7 separate regions of the Mus musculus genome follow, and all the other regions are linked to region 1. A link is a contact called in public HiChIP or PLAC-seq and promoter capture Hi-C data. All regions are on one chromosome and are shown on one strand. The core of a region is the stretch at or near the end of the contact, and the rest is flanking DNA. Distances in the headings are between cores, read along the strand shown.

Region 1 (3,338 bases), core at 466-2,965:
CTCATGGCCCATTCCACTGATGGGAACAACGGCCAGAAGTCTGCTCTTGCCGCTAGGGCGGTCTCCATTCCTAACCTGCCCCTGAGCCAGTGCTCAGTGCCAGCTGGACCAAGGCCTGGTCCAGAGGTCTCTAATTGCTTAGCATCACCATCCAGAAAGTCCCGCATGGGGCCCAAAGGTGTCTGCTTCTGGGCCTCCCCAGCCCTCCCCTTTCTGACCAGTTCACTGGAGGATTAGAGTCCTAAAGTCCCGGAACACCGGCATACTGTGGGGTCCCACGCACTGGCCCCTTCAACATTACTTCTTGATGGTTCTAAGGCCTACTGTGCTTTCTCCTCGCTGCCCCTCGAAATTTAGGCATCCAAGCAGTGAGATCGTTTTTACGGGGAGCAAGCCCTGCCCAAGGTCACTGGTGATGTGGCCAAGTCCATCTTGGAACCAAACCACTGGTTATTCAAAGTCCTTGCCAAGAAGGGGCCACATGTATCTCGGTAGTGTCCTCAGTGCCCCTTAAGGGGTAGACTCATCCTTTGCACAGCATCCTAGCTGTGCACTAGTCACTGCTCATCCTGAGTGAGTCCACACACTTTTAGGACTGTCCTCGTTCCTCAACACGGACGGACCCAGCACCCACGGGACACCAGCCAACTTTGGGCCTGTACAATGATGCCGGGAGCCCTCGGGGATAACCTGCTCCCAACAGAAGAACTTTGGGAAAGCTAATGAGCCTGTGTTATGGGGAGAACCTTGCCGTTACGCTCAGACCAACCTGTTGTCCTGAAAGGGTTCCTGTCGGCCTGGGCCCTGCTGCCCTCTCCTTGCTTGTCACCCAGATTCCAAGCACTATCAGCTGTCCAGAGTTAACAGTTTCTTGAGCCTGTCTGTTGACTGGACCAGCATCCAGGCAGGCGCCTAGTCAACCCACTTGTCAGGTAAGAAAACAGACCGTGCCTGGTTTTCCTATCGGATGAGAATAGAGCAAACAGAGCCCACTCCGGAGGAAAACCCCACTTTCATGTGCCTAGTTTGGGTTAATAGTGGTGGCTGGGTAAGAGTTGATGAGTTTAAGATGGTAGAAAAGGTGGATGTAAAGAGATGAAAGAGACCCGAGGGCATACCTCCCCCAACGTGGCACCATTCCGAAGCGCACGTGTCCCTCTCTCTCACTGGGCGGCCTGCTGACGCCCGCTGGAGATTCGGGGTTCCAAGGAGGCTGTAGCATTCCCACCAAATATAGCCCAGGTTCCCCGGCCGTCCGGCCACGCTCCAACCCTCTTGGGCCGAGCTATTTATACTCTGGACGTTTGGTCGCCCAGGGCAGCTGCCCTCCTGGACGAAGCCCAGCCCCCGAGGGCTACCGGATGGATAGATAGGCGTCTACGAGGGCAGGGAAGCAGGATGCAAGCGCGCAACTGGCTGTTCATGGCCCTTTGGTGGAGCCGCAGTGGTGAGAAGGTTCTCCAAGTCAAGAAAGAATGGGGCTGGAGAACCAGGAGGAGAGAGGGTCAGGGGCCGGGAGCTCCAGGTCTGGATCCCCCGCCTGATGATCGAAGGCCCCAAACCTTGGGCGACTGGAGGCGGGGGGAGGGTCCCAGCCTCGCTCCGCGCGCCAAGCATCTCGCCGCGCCTACCTGTTACCGCCAGCCGCTGTATCTGCCTCTGTCCGCCTTGGCTGCCCGGCGCCGCGCCGGGGGCGACTTTAAGTGCTCTCATCCGTCGCGCGGCACGTCCCCCGCGCACGTCACCGCTGCCTGGCGCCGCCCCTGCCCTCCCCACCCGGACCCCGCGCCGCTGCCGGAGGGGGCGCCCTGGCCGCTGTTCCCCGACGGCGCGGACAATGCCATCTCCACTTAACAGGGAGACCAGGCTGGCACTCGCTCTATAGGCGCCCGGGGCCCGGGCCCCACCCAACGCAGACCTTCTCACTGTTCTCTTCCGCGCCCTTGGGCCGTGACTACCCACCTCTGCTTCCCATTCTACCCTCCATTTATCCCCTCCCAAGACTGTGGGCTCCTTCCATGATTCCTGCAAGAGAGTGGCAATGTCCTCGCTATCTCCGAGACTGGGACCTTTTGCCCTCCAGACCCTGGCCTTCTGGCCTGCGCCTTCTGCCGGGTGGCACACGCCCCCACCACACCTCATGCACACAGGGCTCCTGCCGCCTGCCTACTTCGGACTTTCGCCCCATCCAAACCACCATACCTTGCTCGTGCCTCAGCCTGGGCTATTGTGTGGCTGTGGCAGCTGTCTTCCCTAGTTAGGAAGACTCAGGCACCTTGGACTGACCGGGGATCTTGGGCAAGGCTGTCAACCTCCCTGAACTTCCGTTTTCCCCTGTGGTCGGGGCCCTGCAACAAAGTCAGATACAGGCACTGACACAGCCCTGCTCTGTCGCCCCTCAACTCCTATAGAAGTGATTTTTATGGGGGGATTTCTGCTCCACTCTAGCCTGTATAGCTCCCTGGGGGGCGGGGGGGGGGGCAAAGAAACCTGGTGTTTTTATTAACAAGCTGTAAGTTTAAACCGGGCAGGTTCTGAGATTGCTATAACATCCTAACTATAGACGCCACATTACTTGCCAACTGAGTCTTGCTGTGTTTGCTCTGCCCCATGAGTGTCCTCAGCGATTTTCTCTCGGCCACGTGCTCATGGTCCATCCTCCCAGACCATCCTGCCTCAAGGCAGGCCTCTTCCTTCCCCTGCCTTTTTCCTTTTCCTGGTACCTACTGGAGATACCCCTACTCATCTCAAGTTCCACCTTCCTCTCTTTCCTGCCCAGTCACAGGCTTTAGCCTTTTACTATCCAATCAGAAGTTATTGGGGAGCATTCTCCACAGCACATTGGTCAATACGCTGCCCATGTCCAGACTGCAACCTGATCTTGGGGCACAGAACTCTTGGGGCATCTGAATACACAGAGCACAAGAGCAATCCTAACACTCCCAGCCCAGTGTGGGAGATGAGGACAGGACAGCAGCTTTGCATGCTGCTCTACAAATGCTGACTTCCCGGAAAGGAACAGGATTGGGAGAGAGTAGAGCCATTCTGAGCTGGGAGAGTTCTTTCCAGTCCTCCGAGGGGTGCAAGGGGTGCCGATTCAAACCCATGCCACACAATGGAAATGACCAATGACCGGGCAGTTTGGGTGAGGAGATGAGGAGGCATCTCGGAGTATGGCCTTTGGTGGACAGGGCCCAAGACACTTACCCTAGGGTACCCAGTCCATCTCACTTCTAATGTGGCTCCTAAATGACCCCAGGTCCCCCGAAACTAGGAAATTTTGATAATAACTCAACATTAGACAAAGATCTTAACACAGCCAGAATGGGAAAGGGTGA
Region 2 (3,338 bases), core at 612-3,111, 480 kb after region 1:
TATTTCTTTAAGTACTGAGACAGGGGTTTTCGTACCCCAGGCTAGACTCAAGCCTTGGACTTCCTATCCTTCTGTCTTCACTTCCTAAGTGCTGGGATCACAGAGAGTGCTGTCACACCTGGGGTATGACAGTGCTGTCACACCTGGGTTATAGTGTGTTGAGCATGACACTCAAGGTTTAATACATGCTAGGCAAATACTCTACCAACTGAAATATAAGCCAACCATGAGTTTAGCCTGACAGACCTCCTCAAGGAAATATCAGTGAGTCTAAGTATCTCCAAATTGTGCTGTTTTAATTGTCCCAAGATATCAAAACAATCTGGATTAAAAAAAAACAAAAAAACAAAAAACTCATGTTGCCCATTTAATCTTAGAAGAGGGGTGGTTCTCTTCACTTACTGTGTGTCCCCCTGACGGATCAGGTCGCAGATCTGTAGAATGGACTCCCAGTCTGTCTCCAACAGAAGCTGGCTGGTGGCTTTGTCTAAAGGGAAGAGATGCCCATTCAAAGGGTCCATTGAGCTATGTTTCCGAGCCGGCCCGTCAAAAGTCAAGAACATCCCTCATTTTATACAGCCAAAACCAAACTGAAAATCCTCTTGAAGTACACTGACAACCATGGAAATGGCATCCTCCCATGCAAGAAGCAAATAATGTGGAAATGATACTTAGTCCCTATCAGCTGTCAGCTCAAGCTCGGCTTCACTCAGTTCCCACAGACCCTCTGGAGAGAGGTACTACTTGCATCTGCTTTAAAGATAAAGGAGGTAGAGAATGCCCTTTGTCACAGCTTGCTGGGCACTTTAAAATGGCATACCCTGCTGCTTCTCAACAGAGTCCCATCATTTAGAAGTTTTGTCCTTTACCTCTTAGCTGGGTAATGTAATGGGTCCCTTAGCAAGCTCTAGAAGATGAGGGATGATTTCTCCATGTCAAGTGGTACCCCCAGCCAACACCTCTTCACACTCGGATCACCCCTCCCTTACGAAAGTGAGCTATCCCAAGATACACCACCCTTGTTACTCATTCAACAAGTTAGTGGATTCATACCTGACGTGCTGAACCTCCCAGGATATGAGACTAAGGTAAACATCTCATCATCTAAGATTCCCCTTTGAAAACCTTAGCTCAAAAAGGAGCAAGTGAGCAGCCTAGGATGGGGCCTGCTCCTGAACACATTTATTGAGGGAATGGTGCATGCATGTCAAACTCATTTTTCCCTCCTAAAATTTACACTGTCCAGGAACCTCAGATAGTGATATCAACAAGCACCTTCAAAAATGAGAAATACATGTCTTCTCAAACCCCCAGGCACTACCAGAGCGCAAGAGGCTGAGGTCCTAGGAAGCATTCCCCAAGGGGCTCGAAAGGTTTAAGGAAGGCAGTATCGGTTCCACCCTGCGAAAAGGTATCGGGGTCTGAGACCCGCATGAAGCTAAGATCTGAGTCATGACTTCATGACTCAGGACTTTGGCCCAATCGGTTCAGGACCGTCGGACCCGGAGGAAGAGAGGTCCGTCACGGACCCCCAAAGAGCATTCGTCACTGGAACCCCAGGACTCAGTGTACAGCCCGGGCGGCCACACCCGAGGCCCGGGAACCGTGCAGTGCTCCCCGGAGGCCGACGGCCGGTCTAGGTGGCCGGCCCGCTCTCCTGAGACCTACGGAGGCAGCATCTGGCCGGTGCGCGCGAGGGAGCTGACTTGGAGCTGACGGGCGGACGCGTTACCTAGGAGACGCTCGAAGGTGCCGCTGCCTCGCCCCATGGCGACCCCACTCCGGACCGACGCTGCAGTCGCTCCCTCTTTCGGAGCTGACGCGCCCCCCAACTTCCGCTTCCGCCTTTCTTTTTCTGCTCGCGCACGCGCAACGCCTCCGCGCCGCCCCGAGTCCTGCTCCATGGCGAGACTTGCGCTTACACACTGACTCTGAGCGTCCATTGGACCGCTCAGTCCATTGGGACTAACCAATGAGCAGCCTGGACGAGCGGTCTATCCAATGAAAGCTAAGCGGAGGCGGGCCTCATTGCGTGGTAGCTCGGAGGTACAAGCGCGTTATCCGAGGAAGGGATGTGTCTCCTGCTTGGAGCTGCTGGGGTCGGGAAGACCCTGCTGGTGAAACGCCTTCAGAATATCCTTCCGCGCCGAGTGGGCAGGCAGGGAGTCCCAGGCAGGGTGGGGAGGGAGCACACCGGGGTCGCTCATCACGGGAACTCCTCCCTCTGCCACGCCATGGCCCTTGACCGCCGGGACAGCTGAGCTCCGGAGATGGCAAAGGCGACCTGGGAGAGCCCCCACCGACGCGGCCCACGGTAGGTGTCGGCCTCTCTCAGGTCATGCATGCCCTTTGAGGCTTGCAAAGGTCCTCAGACCTCTTCTAATGGAAGCCGCGGTGCCTGTGGTCAGTAGGTTGGGTACTGTCTGCGGCAGAGGAACTCCCATCACTAGACTTCTGAGTGTGGAGAACCCGAAGCCCGTCTTCCGGTGGGCACCTTTCTCTCCCATCCCTAGAAATTCATTCCCTCGTCACTCTCAAGGCCCATCTCTATGGTTGACGTTGGCCTGGAGCCCCCAGAGAGCTGCATTTCTTGGTGGCGAGAGCAGAGGGCTTGAGCAGTTGTCACTGGCTGTGGATGCTTAGCTCCCTCATGGCGGTGCTGCCATCCAGAAGCTCACCACAGCACACCGCTTGCGCTGGTCTCAGTGCATCGTGGTTTTTTCCATAGGTGGGCACCAACCTTACAGACATTGTGGCCCACAGGAAGATCACCATCCGAGAGCTCGGGGGATGCATGAGCCCCATCTGGTCCAGTTACTATGGAAACTGCCATTCGCTCTTGGTGAGTTAATACTTCAAGCTTCTTTGGAGGTCAGTTTTGTCTGACTCCCTGAACCATCAAGTATTGGCCCTGCTTTTCATGGGATCGGGTTTGGGGGTCTTTGATGACTGTGCATTGGTCTGATTTCCTGAGCAGGGCTCAGATTCTAGGAGGCTTGTTGAAGGCACAGCATGTTCTATGCCTTGATACCTGAATACGACCAACACTTTACATCCCTCTTGTTGGTCCTATCTGTAGAAGGAAGGGGCATCAAATTCTGGGATGAAGAGCTGATGGCCACAGTAGACTTAATTTTACTTAAAGACACCAGTGACAGTCATCCTCGTACAACTCCCCCTTGGCTATTTCCAAAACCTGTTGTTTAAAAGCCAATCTGGGGCTGGATATGTAGCTCAGGAGAGTGCTTGCCCTAGCTACACTTGAAGCCCTAGGTTCAAACTCCTGCATCATAAATTTAAATCCACTTAAAAAGTTGTCTGTGTGCTTTTGTGAAATG
Region 3 (3,338 bases), core at 212-2,711, 460 kb after region 1:
GGCGTACCGTTTCCTCTCTTCAGATCATTTTTCCCACCAGTGTAGCTCAGAGGGCAGAAGGAAAGCTAGCTTACAGAATCGAGGTCCTGATCCCCAGAACCCATGCGGAAGGGGAGAACCCCCAAAAGCTGACCTTTGACCACCCCCTGCTCATGCACACCCACACACATGCACGCACTAGTAAAGATCTCGAATGCCTTCGGCAGAAAATTTCCCAAAGCTATTGCAGGGAGCCCACAGCAGAACACAGGGATTACAGCTACAGACTCAAGGAGGAACAGGGAAATACCTAAGTTATTGAGTCGGGCAGTTAACTGGGCACACAGAACTGGGTCTTCCTGTGGCCTAGGCTCACCTCAGAGGCCGGTGCTGCAGCAGAGACGGGACCAGGCACCATGCCACCCATTGGCATAAGGCCGACATCCTGGATCTTCAATGTTTTCTGTAGGATGAAGGAGAGGTCTCAGTGGCTGCTTATCAAACCCTAAATGGAGGTACAAATGGAGGTACAAGCCTATTTGGCCCTACCACCTAGGAAAGTACATTTGATAATTTACCAAACTCCCAAAACACCCCAGAAGAGACAGGGACCTCTGACCTTTGTTTGGTAAAAATACAACTAGAAGGCAGGGACTTTAGTCCTGGCCTGTGCCGATCTCTCCTAATACCTTCAGGAGTTCGTTGAGGTCTGAGATCTCCAGGAGCGTAAGGCTGGCAATGTCTTGGACCAGCTGCTGGATCTTGGGGGGGTATTCTTTGGGAGCATTATCCAGAGGTGCGCCGGCGAGTGCTTCACTCCTTCGGTGGCTGCTGCTTCTCAACTGCCGCGCTGCACAGACGCTGGGCATCTGTTGCCTACCCCAGGCAAACAGCCGTTAGATCAGAAAAAACGGGAGACTCAAGGGTACAAGATCCATGTGCTCAGTCTGCCACCGCTGAGGCCAGGCTCCACAAGCTGGGGTTAAGGGACCCGAAAAAGCTTTCCTACATTTCCCATAGAGCCTCAGGAGCCCACGACTATGTCTGCAATACTGCCCAGAACGGCAGGCTTCTGGTTGAATGGAATACATCAGCCTGGCGGGTGCACAGTGCTGCACCAAGCCTTCCAAAGCACGGGGCTCGGGCTATGCTGCCGACCACGGCGATGGGTCTCAGCGGCGGGAAGCTGGGGACGAAAGGTACCTGCACCCAAGGTCGCCCAGGCCGAGCCGCCCTCTCCACGCCCCGCAGGCTGGGCCGCGGAAGGTGGCGATGCGCCCGTCACCCCTTCCCTCTGAACCTACTTCCTGCCCGCCGCCCCGGCAATGGCGCTCTAGACCACCGCTTTACCTGGCAAGGCGAAGCGCTGCCCCCCGGAGTCCAAGCCGTGGCCCCCACAGGCAGCGGCTAGCCGCCACCGGCAGCATAGCTCCGCAAGCGGGAAGGTCACACGCGGCTCTAAGCGGAAGCGACGCTCTATCCGGGAGGAGGCGAGCTGTCCGGGCCGCTCTAGCCCGGGTTGGCTCCTGGTATTACGCACTAGGCGGTGCGACGCGCAGGCGCGGAGACAATACTGGGTTGGCGCTTTCTCCATCAGTCGTGTTCCGCACGCCTTTGTCTCGCCAGGGGAATAAGTAGGCGCCCCCACCCCTTTACCTACGGAACTCATAGCCCCTTGAATTCAACTCAGTGGTCCAAGAGGTTAGCAACCTCAGGAGCCCAGTACTCTAAACCTAGGAGAAGGAAGGGCCTGGAGTCCTCCCAAGAGCTCACTAGGCGGAACCGCCTCCTTTGAGTGCACACTAAGGCGGGCGCTTAGCGGGGAGGGAAAGAGCAAAACTTGAGACCTCACAGAAGTCAGGTTGAACCGTATATTTCAGGGTGAGCTATTGAGAGCTAAAACCTTAAGCAGTGGGTAATCCTGAGGGCAGTTGGGCTGCAAAAGCCCGCGTTTGCACCCTTCCTCACCCGCCTGGTGATGTATCCTGCACCAGATGAGTCTGCAGAATCCCCACCAGGAAGGAGACTGTTGGCAAGTCCACGGTTTCTCAGCCAGTACCCAGCACACTCCACAACAGATGCAGACTATTAAATTGTTGGTCCAACCCAGCCTGCTGCCCGAACAATCAATCATGAGAGTTTTGAAATACATTTTATTTTCACTGCTCTGCACTGAGAGATGACATCCAAGGAGAAGGGGAGACAGAGATACCTAAAGCTTCTACCCTTGCTGTGCAGGAGCCACATGGTTCTTCTGGGTACCAGGGCCAGGCCTGGACACCACACAGTTAGTTCACATCAGACTCCGGGCCAGGCTAAGCATCCCCACAGCATTCACCTGTGGCACCCAACACAGCCGGGCACTCTCCAGAGAAGGTTCTACTTGCCCTGCAGAGCCCCAGTCCCGGGGAGGTCAGACGGCATCAGGACTGAAGCAGGGAACCAGTGATAGGAGCCAGACCACCGAGGACAGGGAAGAGGGCCAAGGGGGAAGGCCCACCCCTTGCTCACAGAAGGGACACTACAGGGCAGTAATAGGGGAGGAATGGCTAGTTAGACATATAAGTGGTTTCTGGTGAACTGTAGTGTTACTCTGCATGGTGAGCGCCAGACTCAAGGTCAGTCAAAGGAGATGAGCTGGGCCTCACTGCCCTGTGCTGGCGGTCCCTGTGTAGGCGCTGGCTGGGCCACAGGGGGTTGCTGCTGGGGAGGGCCGGTGCTGGGGGCCATCTGGAGAGAAAGAGCAGATAGGCTCATCACCCCCCTTCACAAACAAAACCTTCGGCTTAGAACAAGCTTCACCTTAGCACATAGTAGATCAGGTTGTTACCAATATGGCAATGGCACGTGTGATCTCTTGTAAACTTGTCTCCTGTGCAATATGGACGCATGTGTACATACGTGCACTTAATGGCATGTCATGATTCTGTCTGCTGAGCAAAGCCCCTGATGCACCCAGTGCAAGGGATCAAAGGAAGCTCAGAAGTCCAAGGGCAGGCCGCTGGGAGACGGCTCACCTGCTGGTACAGGGGCTGCTGCCCTGGGATGTAGGGCTGCTGGGCTGGCAGAGACGCATCCTGCCCGGGAAGGGCGGTCATGAGATTCTGTGGGAAGTAAGATGGAGCCCGACACTGAGTTATCTGTGACCAGACACAAACAGACCCTCCTGGCTGGAAGAAAGCAGAAGCGAGAGCAAGGAGGAGAGGGCCTGCCTGGGATAGCCCTCTGTGCCTAGCAAAGACTAGGTCTCTTTACCTGCATATTGTACGGCTGGTAGCCCATGGACATTGGCTGGCTCCCCATGTAGCCTATGTTGCTGGTCTGTGGAGGCTGTGAGATGGCTGGGAGGCTCTGTGGGG
Region 4 (3,338 bases), core at 514-3,013, 420 kb after region 1:
AGGAAGCTGAGGCTGACTTCAGCCCCATGAAATTGAGACTCTGGGGTCTCTGCAGAAAACGTCTGGACTTTAAGAGAGCAGAGATGTATGAAGAGCAACACGGCACCCTTTCCCTTCCACTGAAGGAGAGAGGCTATGTCGTCAGTAGGATAGGACTGCAATCTCTGTACCTTCGCAGTGTGCCTCCTGTCCCCACGGTGGGCAAATACTGACACTCAGACAGAGCCTATCAGCTCTGATAAATACTCAGGGTGACAGGCAGCCAGGTGTGCACGACGCGCTCTCGCACCTGTGACCTGAGCTGCAGTTCTGGTCCTTTTTCCACCTTATTACCCTCCCTGTCAGGGAACAGATGGACATAAGGGACAGTAGACCAGGGACCCTACCCTCTTCCCGTCTTGAACTAGGCTGCTGAAATCTGACTCTCAGTGAGACCCAACTGTAGGTGAAATACGGAAGATGCAAGTCTGAATCCCTAAGATGCTTGCCTGTCTTGCCTTTAGATCAATCAATCCCCCTTCTTCAGAGCACATATCTGGCACACCAGCCACTCGGACTGGCATTGTCCCATGCCACCACCACACCAGCCACTCGGACTGGCATTGTCCCATGCCACCACCGCTTCCAGCAAGCTCCAACAGGACAAAGGACACGTGGGTGTTTGCAGTGTGGTTACCGATTTTCTCTGCAGGTGGCGGAGGGTGTTAGATGGATGGCCCAGTGGCCAAAGGGAGGCATCGAGGGAAGGTGGGGGGGGGATCCTCTTGGTTCCTTAGAAGCCAAAGTAGCAACGTTTTTGATCTTAGGAATCCCCAGAGATATCAACTGGAAGGGTGTTTTTGTCAAAACAGAGAAACTAGACCAGGTCATAGTCCTATGGCAGGGACAGGATCAGGGGCCACAGGCTGTGACAAAGCCTAGTTCTCCAGTCCTCCCCTGAAAAGGGGCGGAGATACCCACGGGCTCGGGTGAGCTCAGATTCCCCCTTCTATGTCTCCAAGACAGAAGAACAGCAAAATATGCCTGGTCTAACCTCGAAGGATGCGAGAGCTAAGAGGTAAGGGATCAGTCGGTTTGCGACAGAAAACTTCGCGGGTCTGAAGTGGGAAGGTGGTCTCTGGGGAGCAATGACCTGAGCTTGCAGGGGAAAAAAAACCCTCAGTGCACGGTGCCTACACATCTAACCCGCAAGACTGAGACACTGCTAGGAAGTTCTGGAGATCAGGGACACATAGGAAGGGGAAGCGAATCCATCTGAAGGGGATGAGCGAGCCTTTGGAGTGTGAGAAGCTGGAAGCTGGAGTGTGTTGGGCGTTCAATGGGGCAGCAGGATCCACGTCTGCACCCACCCTCTCCCACCTTCCTGGATTGCGCTCCCAGAAAATAGAAAGGAGAAGTTGAGACCCCTAACCTGCAGGAGACGGTTGGGAATCAGGTGGCCCTAACCGTGACAGTAGGACACATTTCCCGTTTTGAATAAGGTGTTAGACCGGGACGAGAACCGCGACTCCCAAAACCCCAGGGACAGCTGGCTTACGTCCAGGCCCGAGGGCCAGCTCCCCGCTCCCCTCTTCTGTGCGCCCAGGTCACGCTCGTGCTCCAGCACCCCACAGACAGCCTGAGACCATCCCCTCGGGGCCCGACCCTAGTGCTCACTGTGCTCAGTCGCCGGGGCTAGGGCTGCGCTCCTCGCGGTCCTCGAGCGTACTCGGATCTGGGCGCCGGCGACTGCTCGCCTCGGCCGCGCTGTGATCGGGGTCGGCGCCAGCTCCGCGCCAGCCGCTCGCAAACTTTCCAGCGGCGACGCTGGGCGGCGGCGAAGGGGGAGGGGTGGGGGCGGGAGCGGCCCGCGGGGGAGGGGGAGAGATGAGGGTCCGCGCCCGCGCCTTAGTGCAGCGGACCTGCAGCGAGCTCTCAGACCCTCTCGGTGTAACCCCGAGTATATCTCCTGGGCTGAGCTTGCCTGGCAGGTCTGCATCCCGCGTTCTCCCTTTCCCTCCCCTCTGGCACACAGGAGCAGGCCCTGACCTGGATCCGACCCTACGGGTCCCTTCCGAGAACCCTCACCAGGTGTACCGTAACCCTGAGGATCCAACCTTGCGCACCCTGGACTTCAGAGAGCCTCCACGGGTGAATCCTGACCTGGCAGGTGCGAATCCTGATGGGTCTGAGTTCTCCAAGGGAACAATAAGTGACTCAGCGCGCCCCTTTCTCTTTCAATGTCCACTGTCCTGGGGTCTCATCATTGCGTTCAGGTTTGCAGTCTTGATTTTCTAGAAGGACTAAGTCCCTTACTTAACCACATCTGGCTCCTGGCTGGAAGGTTGCAGCTGCCACACATGCACCATGGGTGGGAGAGGTCAGGATACATGGGCCGCTCTGCAGATTTCAGACAAGGTGATCCGCTAAGAGTGCCTCTTAAACCCTTTCCAGGTTACATGCCCTGTGGGCCTCAGGGACTCCTGTCCAATAAGCCCTCAAGCAACACCACTCATTTGACAATCCACTAATTTGGCCATATTCTCAGTCGGCACAGACCTTTTTTAGATACCTCCTTTTCTGGAGTCAAAGGTTCTGAGCCACAAGCCTGCCTTTCGCTCCTAGACTCAGCCCTGGAGAGGACTTTCTCCACTGCCCGCCCCCCCATTTGAGCCCTTGAGCCACCTTTTGTTGCCTCATCTCCCCTCCTGCCCAGTAACCTCGGGATCAGAAACTCCCTTGGGTGTTTTTGGGCTTCCACTTCTCTGGCTTCTCCACATCCTGTAAGAGGGTCATGTTGCTTTCTAGAAAGTTCTCCCTGTAACTGTGGCTTTCAGAATGGGTACTCACAACCTCCCTCCCCATTTCCAGCCCCCAGACCAGTCCTCTGCGGCCCAAGTCTCCTATGTCTGTGTCCTCTCCTCCACCTCATACCTGCAGATCATCTAGTAAAGAGCCGAGGCCCCTCTAGGGAATCCAGTCCAGCACCAGTCTCTCTCATCTGGAACACATGTGGTTTCTTCTCTGTCACCCACCGCCCTTCCTCAGAACTCCCATGGGCCTTGGGTCAGTTCCTTGTTCAGTTGTTGTCCTTCTCCAGGACTCCATGTCTATTTAGGGGACATTGGATCTTGTGCCCCAACCTGTGGGTTCCCTCACCGGTGAGCTGGCCCACCCTCCAGTGATTCGTAGGCAGACCCTGCTTTGTACATGTCTATAAGATCCACAGGAAGACCCTGCCAGGATTTGGGGACAGGGATACTCCCCGGGGCTCTGTCTTCTGTGCCCCTATCTTCAGAAGAGTCCACCAGAAATCCTGACAGGGAGCTGCCCTTTTCTGTTTTGATCCAGGCAATGGC
Region 5 (3,338 bases), core at 379-2,878, 410 kb before region 1:
GCACTTGTCTCCTTGCCTGTTTCATGATGTTTACCCCAAAGCTTAGTTTTGTCCTATGTCATCTTTGGAAAGGATTTCTTCCCAGAGAAGAAATGCAGAGAAAACACGTAGTGCTGTATGTCATGACGAATGCCTAGTATCCCGGTTCTTGGGAGCTTGAAGCAATATTACTGTGATACTTTGACCAACTTGGAGCTACATCGTGAGTTCCAGGGTTAGAGAATGAGACCTTGTCTCAACAAGATAAAGTGGAAGTACTGAAAGAAACACGCTCTCATGTGGCTCCTGGTAAGTGTCAGAGGTTTGTTAGAGCTGTGGCCAGACATTTCCCTAGAGATGAAGCCCTTGTCACTCCTTGCCAACAAAAAAACAAAAACCAAAAACCAAAACAAAGCCACCACAACATTCTGGCGTTATAAAGGCTCAAGTATAGGTCTCTCTTCTGGTCCTGCTGCTTAGGAAGCTAGACCCTATGAGAGATTAAACAACAGGAAAACTGAAATAAGATAAAGCTTGGATACCCTAAGTTTTTATTAGTGATTTACAATGTCTTAACATTTTTTGAGTCTCCAGATACATAATAACAATGTCCTTAGAGAAGCAGGAGTGTAGCCATCTGAGCCACTGAAGGCCTGAAGCTGGGGTCATCCAGCCCTGTGGAGATGAGGTGAATAGATATCCAGAGAGGCAGGTGAGTGTGTAAGCCAGTGAAACCCGAAGGAACAAGGCCTCCTTGACAGTGGCCAACTATCAAGACATCCTGCCAGGACCTTCACAGCCACCTTATTGTTGTGCAAATGTTCTCACAGATGGTGAGACCGTTTAGGGCTTGAACATTCATGCCTCAGCTGCCCTTTCTTAGGTTCATAACTAGAGAGATGAAAGGACAGTCCCTGAAGTGGTTTCCCCTCCCCTCTTCAGTGCTGATGGGATGAATGGTGGGCTGTGTGGGACTAGGGTCCTTCTGCTTAAGCTTCTTGAATCCTAAGACGCTACAAGTCTTCATTTGGGGGAAAGGATGGTAAACAGGTAAGGGGAGAAGCCAGTGAGGAGAGAGGGAACCAGAGAATGAATTGTAGTAGAGAGGAGAAAGCACCAGCTTCCAGAGCCATCCCAGACCCCTGTAAACAGAGCACCCCAAACAACAGTCGCGAGGTCTGGGGATCTTTTCTGTGAGGTTATGTCCTATTATGTCTCTTTGGAAATTTGTGTCTGTGAGAGGACGTGTCAGATGGTTGGGAAAGCTCGGGAAGAAATAGGGGATAGTCTGTCTGTGTTTGTCTCTCGGGGAAAATGCAGGTACCATTACACGAAGGCTGCTTCTGGTCGAACACGATGTGTATCGTGGGAACGCGGTGAGGGTTTCAGGAGACTGTGTTGTGGGCAGGAGCGTTGGCGCAGTCTCTTCTCTGCCCTGTCCTTGGTCCCATCAGTCCTGCCCTGCTTGTGTGAGTGCGGGGCACCCAGCTCTCTCCGCAGCTTCCCCTCGGCTGCGTCCTGCCCCGCCCCTTATGGACGCGCCCGGCGAGCCCTCGCCACCTACTTCCCGCCACCTACTTCCCTGCAGTGGACGCGTCTGTCCCTCGGCGCTTGCTGGTTGCGCGCACGCGCGCCCACAGATCCGCGCGCACTGATGACGCAGCACTGACGACACACGCACGACGCAAGTCCCCAGGACCCTGGCTTCCGGCCGCGGCGGCCCTAGCGCCGCGCGACCGGAGAGATCGCCTGGTTGCGAGCGGTATGCGGTGCTGAGGAGCCACAGTCCCTACGACGGCGCCATGAACCTCCTGCCGTGTAACCCTCACGGCAACGGGCTGCTGTACGCCGGCTTCAACCAGGACCACGGTGAGACCCCGGGCCCAGCTCCGTGGTAACACCCCAGCCCTTCCGGGAGACCCCGACCCAACGCTACCGCGACCGCAGGGCCCCGGAGCTGTCGCGAGCGTCCCCCGGACCCTAACCGGAGACTCGGTCGCGCCCTGAGAGCTCAGACTCTGGCGGCTCTTTCAGGAAATCTCCGAACCGCTCTGTAGGGAGGACCCCCCCCCCCCGCGGTCCTTTCCAGCCCGGGCACCCATAGCGGGGAGAAACACCCACCCCACCCCACCCCTCCGCGCGCTGCCGCCGCCCGGGTCGGCGGGCAGTGCCACTTTTTTACCGGGTACCTAAGAACCCGCAGGCTTACTGCTGGGCGTCAGGGTCTCCAGCGCTTACGTTGCCAGCGGGTGGCGTAGCGGGACCTGCCCGTCGCGGGGCGGCAGTTTGTCGTGGTTCTTGCGGCTGGCACCTTCGTGGAGTGTAGGTTCTTCGCCTTGATGTCTTAGCTGTACGCCTCTCCCTCCCCTCTGGTATTTTCTTCTGTTCTGTAGGATGAAAGGACTTACATGATTTGCGTTCCCGTGACTGCCTCTTGCCTCTTGAGTTTGGGGTCTTGGAGAAGGTATTCTTGCTTCCAAGATAATGGGCGGGAACCCCTCTTAGTGGGGATTATATCCCCGAGACGCTTTTTCTGCGTAACCCTCACTGTCCTGGAACTCACTCTGTTGACCCTGTCTCTGCCTCCCGGGGTGCTGAGATTAAAGGAGTGTGCCACTATGTCAGCTAACTTCCCTTTTCTAAATCTCCTCAAGGGAAAAGGGTAAAGGCTGATACTCTGGGCTTCTAAGAGTTATAACATCTTAGCTTTCCGTATGTAAAATTTCGAGGTGCTGTAGCAAATGTATGACTTACTGTCTTGGAAAGTGAACTTAACTTGATTTTTGTTATTGTTGGGACTGGATCTTGCTCTCCTGTTCAAGCTTATCTTAAGCTGTGCTCCAGGAATCTTCCCTTCACAGTCCCTGGAGCAAGTGGGATTGCATGCTCACTCTATTGCCCCTGGCTAAGAAGATGAGTTTTTTTGATTTTTATGTTTATTTTTATTTTTGAGACAATTGGCACTGTGTATCTCTGGCTGTCCTGGAACTCCCTAAACCTCCTTAAAAATGTTCACCACCTGGCTGTTTTTATTTTTGAGGTGGGGATCTTACTATTACAGACTATAGTTAGGTAGTGCTTTAAGTAGGTAGTGCTATTGTGCATCCCATTTGCATATATTCTCTTAGAGTCCATGTGCTAGGCATTTGAAGAAGTTTGAGGGATGCGTTCACTATAATCAGAACCTGTAGGATAGCTATAAGCTATAACATTTCCAAGGTAAACCAAGGTAAGAGGGAGAGAATGTGCATAGCCCATTACAAGTGTGGAAAGCCTTCCTTTAGATCGGACAGAGATAGGCAAAAGTATTATTGTCCTGTGGAAGCACAGACAGTTCTGGGAAGAGAGCAGTTAGACTC
Region 6 (3,338 bases), core at 509-3,008, 400 kb after region 1:
GCTCAGCTCCCAGTAGGTAGACAGGTGATCCATCATCCTTTAAGCTTAGACCCTCTTGATGCCCTTGAGCTCACATCCACAGCTTTCTTCATGGACTCTCTCCTAGTCCTTCTGTCCTCTATAAGGCACCTTCTAGGTCCAGCTGCGGAGAGGGAGTAGTAGCCAGGAAGGATCTGACCCCTTTGGCCGGACATAGTGACAGGTGTGCTGAAAGATGAGCCACTAAACATGATCCTGTGCTCAGGGAGCGCGGAGCAGCTCAGTTTCAGCCCCTCGCGTCTGCAAGCATGACTGCGTGGCTTTATATAGCCTCGCAAGCCCTTTATAAGCTGGAATCGAGGTTCTGTCGAGCAGGAGAGCTTACACAGATCTGGTCTGGTAGGGACACTTTCTCACTCATACCCACAGAGATAGCCCACCTCAATCCCAGGATGCCCAGCCGAACGGTCCGCTATGCTCGCTACAGCCCCCGACAGCGGAGGCGGCGGATGTTGGCCGATCGGAGCGTGCGCTTCCCTAACGATGTTCTCTTCTTGGACCACATTCGACAAGGCGACCTGGAGCAGGTGGGACGCTTTATCCGGGCTCGGAAAGTCTCCCTAGACACTATCCATCCCTCAGGTGAGTAGATAACTGAGAGTCTGGCCTTCTGTCCATAAGGAGGCAGGGGAGATCCTCTTCTGAGGGTTACAGCTTTGACCCTGTGTTCCCACCCTGCCCAGGACTGGCTGCTCTGCATGAAGCTGTGCTCTCTGGAAACCTAGAGTGTGTGAAGTTGCTAGTCAAATACGGGGCTGACATTCACCAGCGGGATGAGACAGGCTGGACACCACTGCACATCGCTTGCAGTGATGGGTACCCTGACATAGCCAGGTGAGACTATGGAATGTGGTTCAGAGGTTTCATCCTAATCTCTCCAGGTGGACCCCCCCAAAATATGGCTCTGAGGATGTAGGCATCAACTCAGGGATTCTGGCAGTTTCTACCCGATTGCAACATTAGAGCAAGCCGGAAAATCTGGCCACAGCTTCCAAGGGGTCAGGTTTCTTCCTCCTCACTCTGCCTGGAAAAAACAAACAGGTGACCCCAATATTCTAGCCTTTTGGCCCCGGAGTGGGCTGAGTAGGCTTTAACCACCTGCCCTTCACACCTCAGGTATCTCATCTCTTTGGGGGCAGACAGAGATGCAGCCAATGATGATGGCGATCTGCCCTCCGACCTTATTGACCCGGACTTCAAAGACTTGGTGGAACTCTTCAAAGGAACCAGCATGGACTGAGCCAGGAGAGCCCTTTGGGGCTTGCGCCTCCTTGGAGAAGTGGCAAGCACCTTGCCCCAAGGACTAGAGTGCCCACTGGATGTGCAGTGAGGCAGCCAGGCTGGTTAGGACTTGTGGGGAACGACCCTCTTGCCCCTATACCCATTTCTCTGGCCTGGCTTTTTCTCCAGGTTTGTTTGTTTTTTAATGGTGATACTTTTTACTTTTTCAATAAACATAATTCCCAAGCTGTGATGATGACTTGATTAGCGCAGTCCAGTACAAAACCATCGCCAGGTACGCGGGGGCTCGCTGGCAGCGCAGGGCCGGGGAAATGCGTGTCCGGGGCCGGTGCGCCGATGTTCTTGTTCAGAGATGCCCGGCAACCCCTCCCTTCCCCCGACACCCACCCGTGTTTCCGGGACGACCTCGCGCGCCTCCGACCTCGCCGCACTCCGTTCGCCAGCGATCACGTGGCCCGCGCCGTTTGCGCCTGCGCGCCGCGTCACTTCCGGCCGGCCCACTGGAAGCGGCGGCGGCGGCGGCAGCGGCGGCGGCGAGGAGGGCGAGGTGAGGAAGGCGCGGCGCGGAGGCACGGCGGGGCGGGGCGCTGCAGGCTCCGTGGGACCTTGGCCGCCCCGCCCCGCCCCGCCCTGGTGTCGCTGGGTCGCCTGGCCTGAGCGGGGAGAGACAAGGCCGGTGTCTCCACGGAGTGCGGACGTGGCGGCCGCCCCCCCACCTCCCCGGGAACCGACGCCCGCGGTCCCGGGGCAGCCTCTGAGGGCGCTCCCTGCTTTTGAGCTGCGCAGGCCAGCCTCCCCAAACCGCGCCGGTGTCCTTGCCGGCTACCTGCCCTGCCCACATCCCAGTTGTCCTGATGCAGTGGCTCTGCGCAAGCCCGGGGCCTGTCTGTGGGCAAGCTGGACATGCTGGTGGCCGGAAGTATCGTACCCTGTTGACAAAAGCAGCCCAGATCCTGGGGTGGTCGTCCGAGATAAAATGGTCTTCCCTCTGGACGCCATGTTTCAAACACAGGGCAGGCTCAAGCAAAGGCCCCCAGTGAGTTGAGATCAGCTGGTGGATTTCTGGGGAGTGTCCAGGACGTTTAGACAGCGATGTGACAGGAGTGCAACGAGAGCCAGGTCCTTCAGGAGAAGGAGTCTGGGTTTGGGTCCATTTAGGGAATATCTAATAGTTTGCTAGTCCCGGGAAAGAATAGGATACACGTTCTAGGTCTGATGACCTGCCACTGTCATCTGGAAGCAGGCCCGAGCTGTCACAGCACTGTGGCTCCTGCTTGGCTGGTCAGTCGCTATAAGCCTCACAATTTGAAGCAGGGAGTGGTGGCACACACCTGTCATGCCAACTCTTTGTGTGGTGGAATCAGAAGGATCAGAAATGTAAGACTAGCCAGGGCTACATGAGACCTTTTTTCTAAAAGGGGTGGGAAGAGGAAAGAAGGAAACAACAACATTTGGATAGTAGACGTTTCAGAAGAACAGAGTGACCAGCCATTGCACCATTGATTGTAGTGAGGGACCACTCGCATTGTCACTGTGGTGGGTAGCAAAGTGTGACCATTTAGCATCATGTGCCTGGCATATTGGATGTATTTAGAAGAGTTGATGTGGTCCTGGATCTGTCCCCCTACCCTGCCTTCCAAAGCCCTGGGTCCTATAGAAGTGGAGAGTTCTATAGAGAATAAACCCATTCCGGATCTCTCCCAGTAGAGGGGCTGTGAGCAGACCCACACGGGTGTCACTGGGAAGCAGCATTTCAGAGAGTTTAGGAACCTGATGTAGGATGCAGACAGGAGCTGAGGCAAACTCAGAGATAATGAGCACCCAGCACCCTAGCCAGTTTCTGCAGCCTTGAAGGCCCTGGAGTGTGTCGGGGCTGGGAGTCATTCAGATCAGCTCTCAGGTGACAGCTGTGACATCCTCTGCAATAGGACTGTGAGATGCCTTCTTCCTGGCCTGCTGTGATAGGACCATGAACAGTGTATAAAGTTCCCAGCACAGGGATTCCCTCTGTCCTCCCTTGCCAAGGCTCTGCTGTGGCCTTTGTGATTCTTGGTCCT
Region 7 (3,338 bases), core at 530-3,029, 310 kb before region 1:
AGAGGGACCCTGAGGAATACTTAGCATTTCCTGGAAAGCAAAGTTGTTTTTCAAGCACAATAAACAGTAAGTTTATCCAACCACAGAACCAAATTGAAATTGTTTTGTGCTGTGATTGACAGTTCCCTATGAGGCTTCCTTGTAATAATTTTGTAATTATTCTACACAATCTTGTAATAATTCCTTAAAAACCAAACACCCTTTGTTCTGTTTTTTTGTTGTTGTTGTTGTTGTTTTATGAGACGACGTCTCAGCATGCAACCCAAACTATTCTAGAGTTTACTCCACAGTCTAACCTACCCTGGAACTCAAATTTCTACTGTCTCAGCCTCTAGGGTGCTGGGATTACAGGTTGAATACACTCCACCTGGCTAAAAATGCTTTTTAAAGATTACTTGGTTGAAATTAGTATCCAGTTTTCCCAGATTTCTAAGGTTCTGGACAGACAGGCTTCTAATCCTTCATGTTTGGGAGTTTTCAGTTTTTAGGCTACAAAAACACTGGGGAAAGAGAATTGTTAGGCTTAAGACGCTACCTCCAAAATATCTTGCTACTGAAACGTGAATTTAAAAAAAAAAAAAAAAAAAAAAAAAAGGTACCAGGTATCTACCCTTCATTTTAGATAGTTCTCCACCACACACATCTTAGCATCTCCCTTGGGTGCCTCCTCCCTGATGGTTAGGCACAGAGCACCCATAAAACTTCCACCCACCAACGCTGGTGATGATGGCAGGGAGGGCTGAGGGTTGATGGCAGAAATGATGGTCTGTGTTCTGAGAGTCCCATGTCAGACTGGACAAAGGGCCGTGGGTTAGAATACCAGTGCAGGGGACCTGGCAGTAGGAGGGCAGACAGGAGTGGGCCAGCATGTTAAATACTCCGGGTGGAGCGCTGGGGGGCTGTGATCCCAGTGATGGTCGTGGGCATTAAACTAGGGTAGGTCAGAATCAGTCAGGTCTTGGTTATGGGCAGTGAATGGGTCCTGGTGGTGAGTCTAGCCTTCCTTGCTCCCGGATAGCGGATCAGGATCCCTCCCTGATGGGGACCAGGTCTTGTCCAGGGTCTGACCCTGCTCATGGGTAGCTGACGTGGGTCTTCTGCGTCCTGCCTGATGATGGGCAGTGGGTCTGAGTGCGGGTCCCGCCCCTCCCCGGGGGTGGCTGCTGTGGGTCAGGGTCCCTCCCTGCTCTTGGGTAGCCACCGTGGGTCAGGTCCAGGACACTGCCCCCCTCCCGCCACTCACACGCGCGGCAGCTGCAGCGGCGGCGCCCCCCGCCGCTGGAACACCCCGTCCACGAACACGCCGTTCTTGCCGAGACAGCGCAGGTAGAAGTCGCCGCCCGCGTCCGGCCGGGGCTGCGCGGGTTCCGGGGCGGCCGCGCTATGGCCGCCGCCCGGGGGCGTGAAGATCTCCAGGTGGCGCCGCGAGATGAAGCTCGAGTGGCCCATGCTCACATCTACCGAGCCCTGCGATGAGTTGCGGCCGATGGTCACCGACCGCTTCTTCATGAGGTACTCGAACTCGCGGCCTTCGAGCCGCGCCACGGCCCAGCCGCCCGGCGGGGATCCGCCGCCCCCGGCCCCGCCGCCCGCGGGAGGGGCGCCCGCGCCCGAGAGCGCCGCCGCGGCCGCCATCGCCTGCGAGGCCTGGCCGATCCGCGCGGGCGCCCTAGCGGGCCGAGGCCCGGGCGCGGTCGTGGGCCGCGCGAGCCGAGCACGGTCGCGGAGACCGCCGGCCGGCGAGGAGAGCTGCGAGGGCGGGAGCTCGCACGGCCGCGCGCCGGCCCTACGACGGACGGGCACGCCGACCAATGGGCGCGGCGCACGCAGTGGGGCTACCGAGGCCGGCCAATGGGGAGCCGCGCCGCCGAGCGCCCGCACGTCCGGCGTCGTCGCGCGACGCAGGTTGGCCGCGGCGGCGCGGAAAACCCGGGGCGGAGTGAGGAGTTGGCGTGGGGCCGCGCGCGTTCGCGGACTGAGCGGGGGTCCAAGGTCACGACGGGCGCGAGTGCGCCCCGGGAGCCGCTGGCCCCTCTCACACTCCGCCCTAGGTTGCGTAGAGTCAGGCGCGCTGCTCGGGAACCTGCCGCATCGACCCGTATGTCACAGGGATGTGACAGAAATTACCCCAGTATGCATAGAGTTCTGCACTCAGTAATTCATACCAAGGACTGCAAATCTGAGCTTTATTCCAATCTGTGTATGTGTGATAGAGAGATCCCATCTCTCCCATTAAAAAAGAAACCACAACGCGGGCCCGTGGGAGGAGCAGAGCTATGCAGATCGAGCAGGCTGTGAGGGGCTCCAGAAGCCGGTGCCAACATAGAGGTGAAGCTGAGACCCCTAGTTTCTTCCCCAGGAACGAAGGGCAGTGGATGCACCTGCTTTAGCTCTGGTAAGAGAGGCACGTGGTCATAAAGAACGTCACACCAATATGGTGGCCCCTGGGTGCAGGCGATGGGACGCAGTGTTCTCTCACTGATGCACAAAAGGAGTTCATTCAGGTCAGGGAGAGTGGAAAGGTTGAGAGTCTGGACTTAAGCTGCATAGGATAAAGTGGACATTCTAGCCAAGAGCTTCTAAACAGAGGCCCCAGACTAGAGGCATGGGAACATTTTGCGTTCTAATTCATTCTATGTCTAAACTTGCAATACATTTAATGGGAAACAGTCTTTATAACATTTACATATCTTATTTGACATATGTGTCTGTAATTACGGGATAAATTCCTAAGGGTTCAAAATGCTTTGTACTATAAATATGGCAAAGAGCCATTTCATTAAATATTAATTTGAGGCATTGTAGGTGATGTACAGAAAACTATGGAAATGATAACTAGGTGAGTATCTAGACAAACACAGTTCAAGGACAAAGGGTGTCAAGAACAAGAAATGCCCTCCCATTACTGTTGACACCGTTGTGTTGTCCTGCGCACTGCCTAGGGCAGGTTTGAGGCTCTGCCATGTGACTCTAGCATCTATCTATAACATGGCTAGATCTAACTTTTTACACCTAGCTATCCAGGTATGTAAAGTAAGCATACAAATCCAACACTTATGTTGCTTTGTTTGGCTTTTGTGGCTGGTTTTGGTGTTTTCTGTGGGGAGGGAAAGACGATCAGTCATATATAACCCTGGCTGGCCTGGAGCTTACTATATAGGCCAAGATCACCTCGAACTCATAGAGAGCCACCCACCTCTGCCTCCCAAGGGATGGGAGTAGAGGAATGAGCCACCATATCTGGCCAAACCAAACACTTATAAAGATATTTATTTTAAAGCACTTCTTCAATGTACATGTAAACTTAAGCATTTATTACAGATGAGAACGCCGCTGTA

The links. Promoter capture Hi-C pulls out the DNA fragments that hold promoters and counts their contacts. HiChIP or PLAC-seq counts read pairs in DNA pulled down with a chosen protein or histone mark.
Region 2: a contact with region 1 is called in a FOXA1 HiChIP or PLAC-seq map of pancreatic cancer cells. The contact joins the promoter of Hgs here to the promoter of Slc16a3 in region 1. A contact is called at or near these places in 1 of 39 promoter capture datasets (embryonic stem cells) and 3 of 115 datasets of contacts at active chromatin or transcription factors (bone marrow-derived macrophages, memory CD8 T cells and pancreatic cancer cells).
Region 3: a contact with region 1 is called in a promoter capture Hi-C map of embryonic stem cells, with 3 times the contacts expected there. The contact joins the promoter of Mrpl12 here to the promoter of Slc16a3 in region 1. A contact is called at or near these places in 6 of 39 promoter capture datasets (the HPC-7 cell line, cranial neural crest, embryonic stem cells and 3 more), 3 of 115 datasets of contacts at active chromatin or transcription factors (astrocytes, embryonic stem cells and pancreatic cancer cells) and 1 of 9 other capture datasets (embryonic stem cells).
Region 4: a contact with region 1 is called in a promoter capture Hi-C map of embryonic stem cells, with 2.3 times the contacts expected there. The contact joins the promoter of Gcgr here to the promoter of Slc16a3 in region 1. A contact is called at or near these places in 1 of 39 promoter capture datasets (embryonic stem cells) and 2 of 115 datasets of contacts at active chromatin or transcription factors (embryonic stem cells and pancreatic cancer cells).
Region 5: a FOXA1 HiChIP or PLAC-seq map of pancreatic cancer cells shows a contact between it and region 1. The contact joins the promoter of Wdr45b here to the promoter of Slc16a3 in region 1. A contact is called at or near these places in 2 of 39 promoter capture datasets (fetal liver and trophoblast stem cells), 1 of 484 Hi-C or Micro-C datasets (embryonic stem cells) and 2 of 115 datasets of contacts at active chromatin or transcription factors (bone marrow-derived macrophages and pancreatic cancer cells).
Region 6: a promoter capture Hi-C map of fetal liver shows a contact between it and region 1, with 2.8 times the contacts expected there. The contact joins the promoter of Mcrip1 here to the promoter of Slc16a3 in region 1. A contact is called at or near these places in 7 of 39 promoter capture datasets (the 3T3-L1 cell line, the SN4741 cell line, embryonic stem cells and 3 more), 3 of 115 datasets of contacts at active chromatin or transcription factors (embryonic stem cells, memory CD8 T cells and pancreatic cancer cells) and 1 of 9 other capture datasets (liver).
Region 7: an H3K4me3 HiChIP or PLAC-seq map of embryonic stem cells shows a contact between it and region 1, with 11 read pairs. The contact joins the promoter of Foxk2 here to the promoter of Slc16a3 in region 1. A contact is called at or near these places in 1 of 484 Hi-C or Micro-C datasets (embryonic stem cells), 2 of 115 datasets of contacts at active chromatin or transcription factors (embryonic stem cells and pancreatic cancer cells) and 1 of 9 other capture datasets (liver).

What each region holds. Positions count from the first base shown.
Region 1 is chr11:120,947,444-120,950,781 of GRCm38.p6, reverse strand. It overlaps Slc16a3 (solute carrier family 16 (monocarboxylic acid transporters), member 3), which reads right to left and starts at 1,715. Exons shown (of 6, transcript NM_001038653.1): 1 at 1,632-1,715.
Region 2 is chr11:120,466,158-120,469,495 of GRCm38.p6, reverse strand. Hgs (HGF-regulated tyrosine kinase substrate) reads right to left here and starts at 1,861. Exons shown (of 22, transcript NM_008244.3): 1 at 1,733-1,861; 2 at 403-487. The coding sequence starts at 1,769. It overlaps Arl16 (ADP-ribosylation factor-like 16), which reads left to right and starts at 1,896. Exons shown (of 5, transcript NM_197995.2): 1 at 1,896-2,133; 2 at 2,256-2,314; 3 at 2,729-2,842. The coding sequence starts at 2,073.
Region 3 is chr11:120,482,760-120,486,097 of GRCm38.p6, reverse strand. Mrpl12 (mitochondrial ribosomal protein L12) reads right to left here and starts at 1,461. Exons shown (of 5, transcript NM_027204.3): 1 at 1,330-1,461; 2 at 669-855; 3 at 356-442. The coding sequence starts at 1,406. It overlaps Hgs (HGF-regulated tyrosine kinase substrate), which reads right to left. Exons shown (of 22, transcript NM_008244.3): 20 at 3,235-3,338; 21 at 2,997-3,083; 22 at 2,114-2,709. The coding sequence ends at 2,599.
Region 4 is chr11:120,529,152-120,532,489 of GRCm38.p6, reverse strand. It overlaps Gcgr (glucagon receptor), which reads right to left and starts at 1,763. Exons shown (of 14, transcript NM_008101.2): 1 at 1,657-1,763.
Region 5 is chr11:121,352,737-121,356,074 of GRCm38.p6, reverse strand. Wdr45b (WD repeat domain 45B) reads left to right here and starts at 1,628. Exons shown (of 10, transcript NM_025793.3): 1 at 1,628-1,848. The coding sequence starts at 1,782.
Region 6 is chr11:120,548,147-120,551,484 of GRCm38.p6, reverse strand. It overlaps Mcrip1 (MAPK regulated corepressor interacting protein 1), which reads left to right and starts at 1,758. Exons shown (of 5, transcript NM_001033231.4): 1 at 1,758-1,828. Ppp1r27 (protein phosphatase 1, regulatory subunit 27) reads left to right here and starts at 353. Exons shown (of 3, transcript NM_026814.3): 1 at 353-621; 2 at 723-873; 3 at 1,156-1,510. The coding sequence starts at 432. The coding sequence ends at 1,279.
Region 7 is chr11:121,258,428-121,261,765 of GRCm38.p6, reverse strand. It overlaps Foxk2 (forkhead box K2), which reads right to left and starts at 1,779. Exons shown (of 9, transcript NM_001080932.3): 1 at 1,244-1,779. The coding sequence starts at 1,635.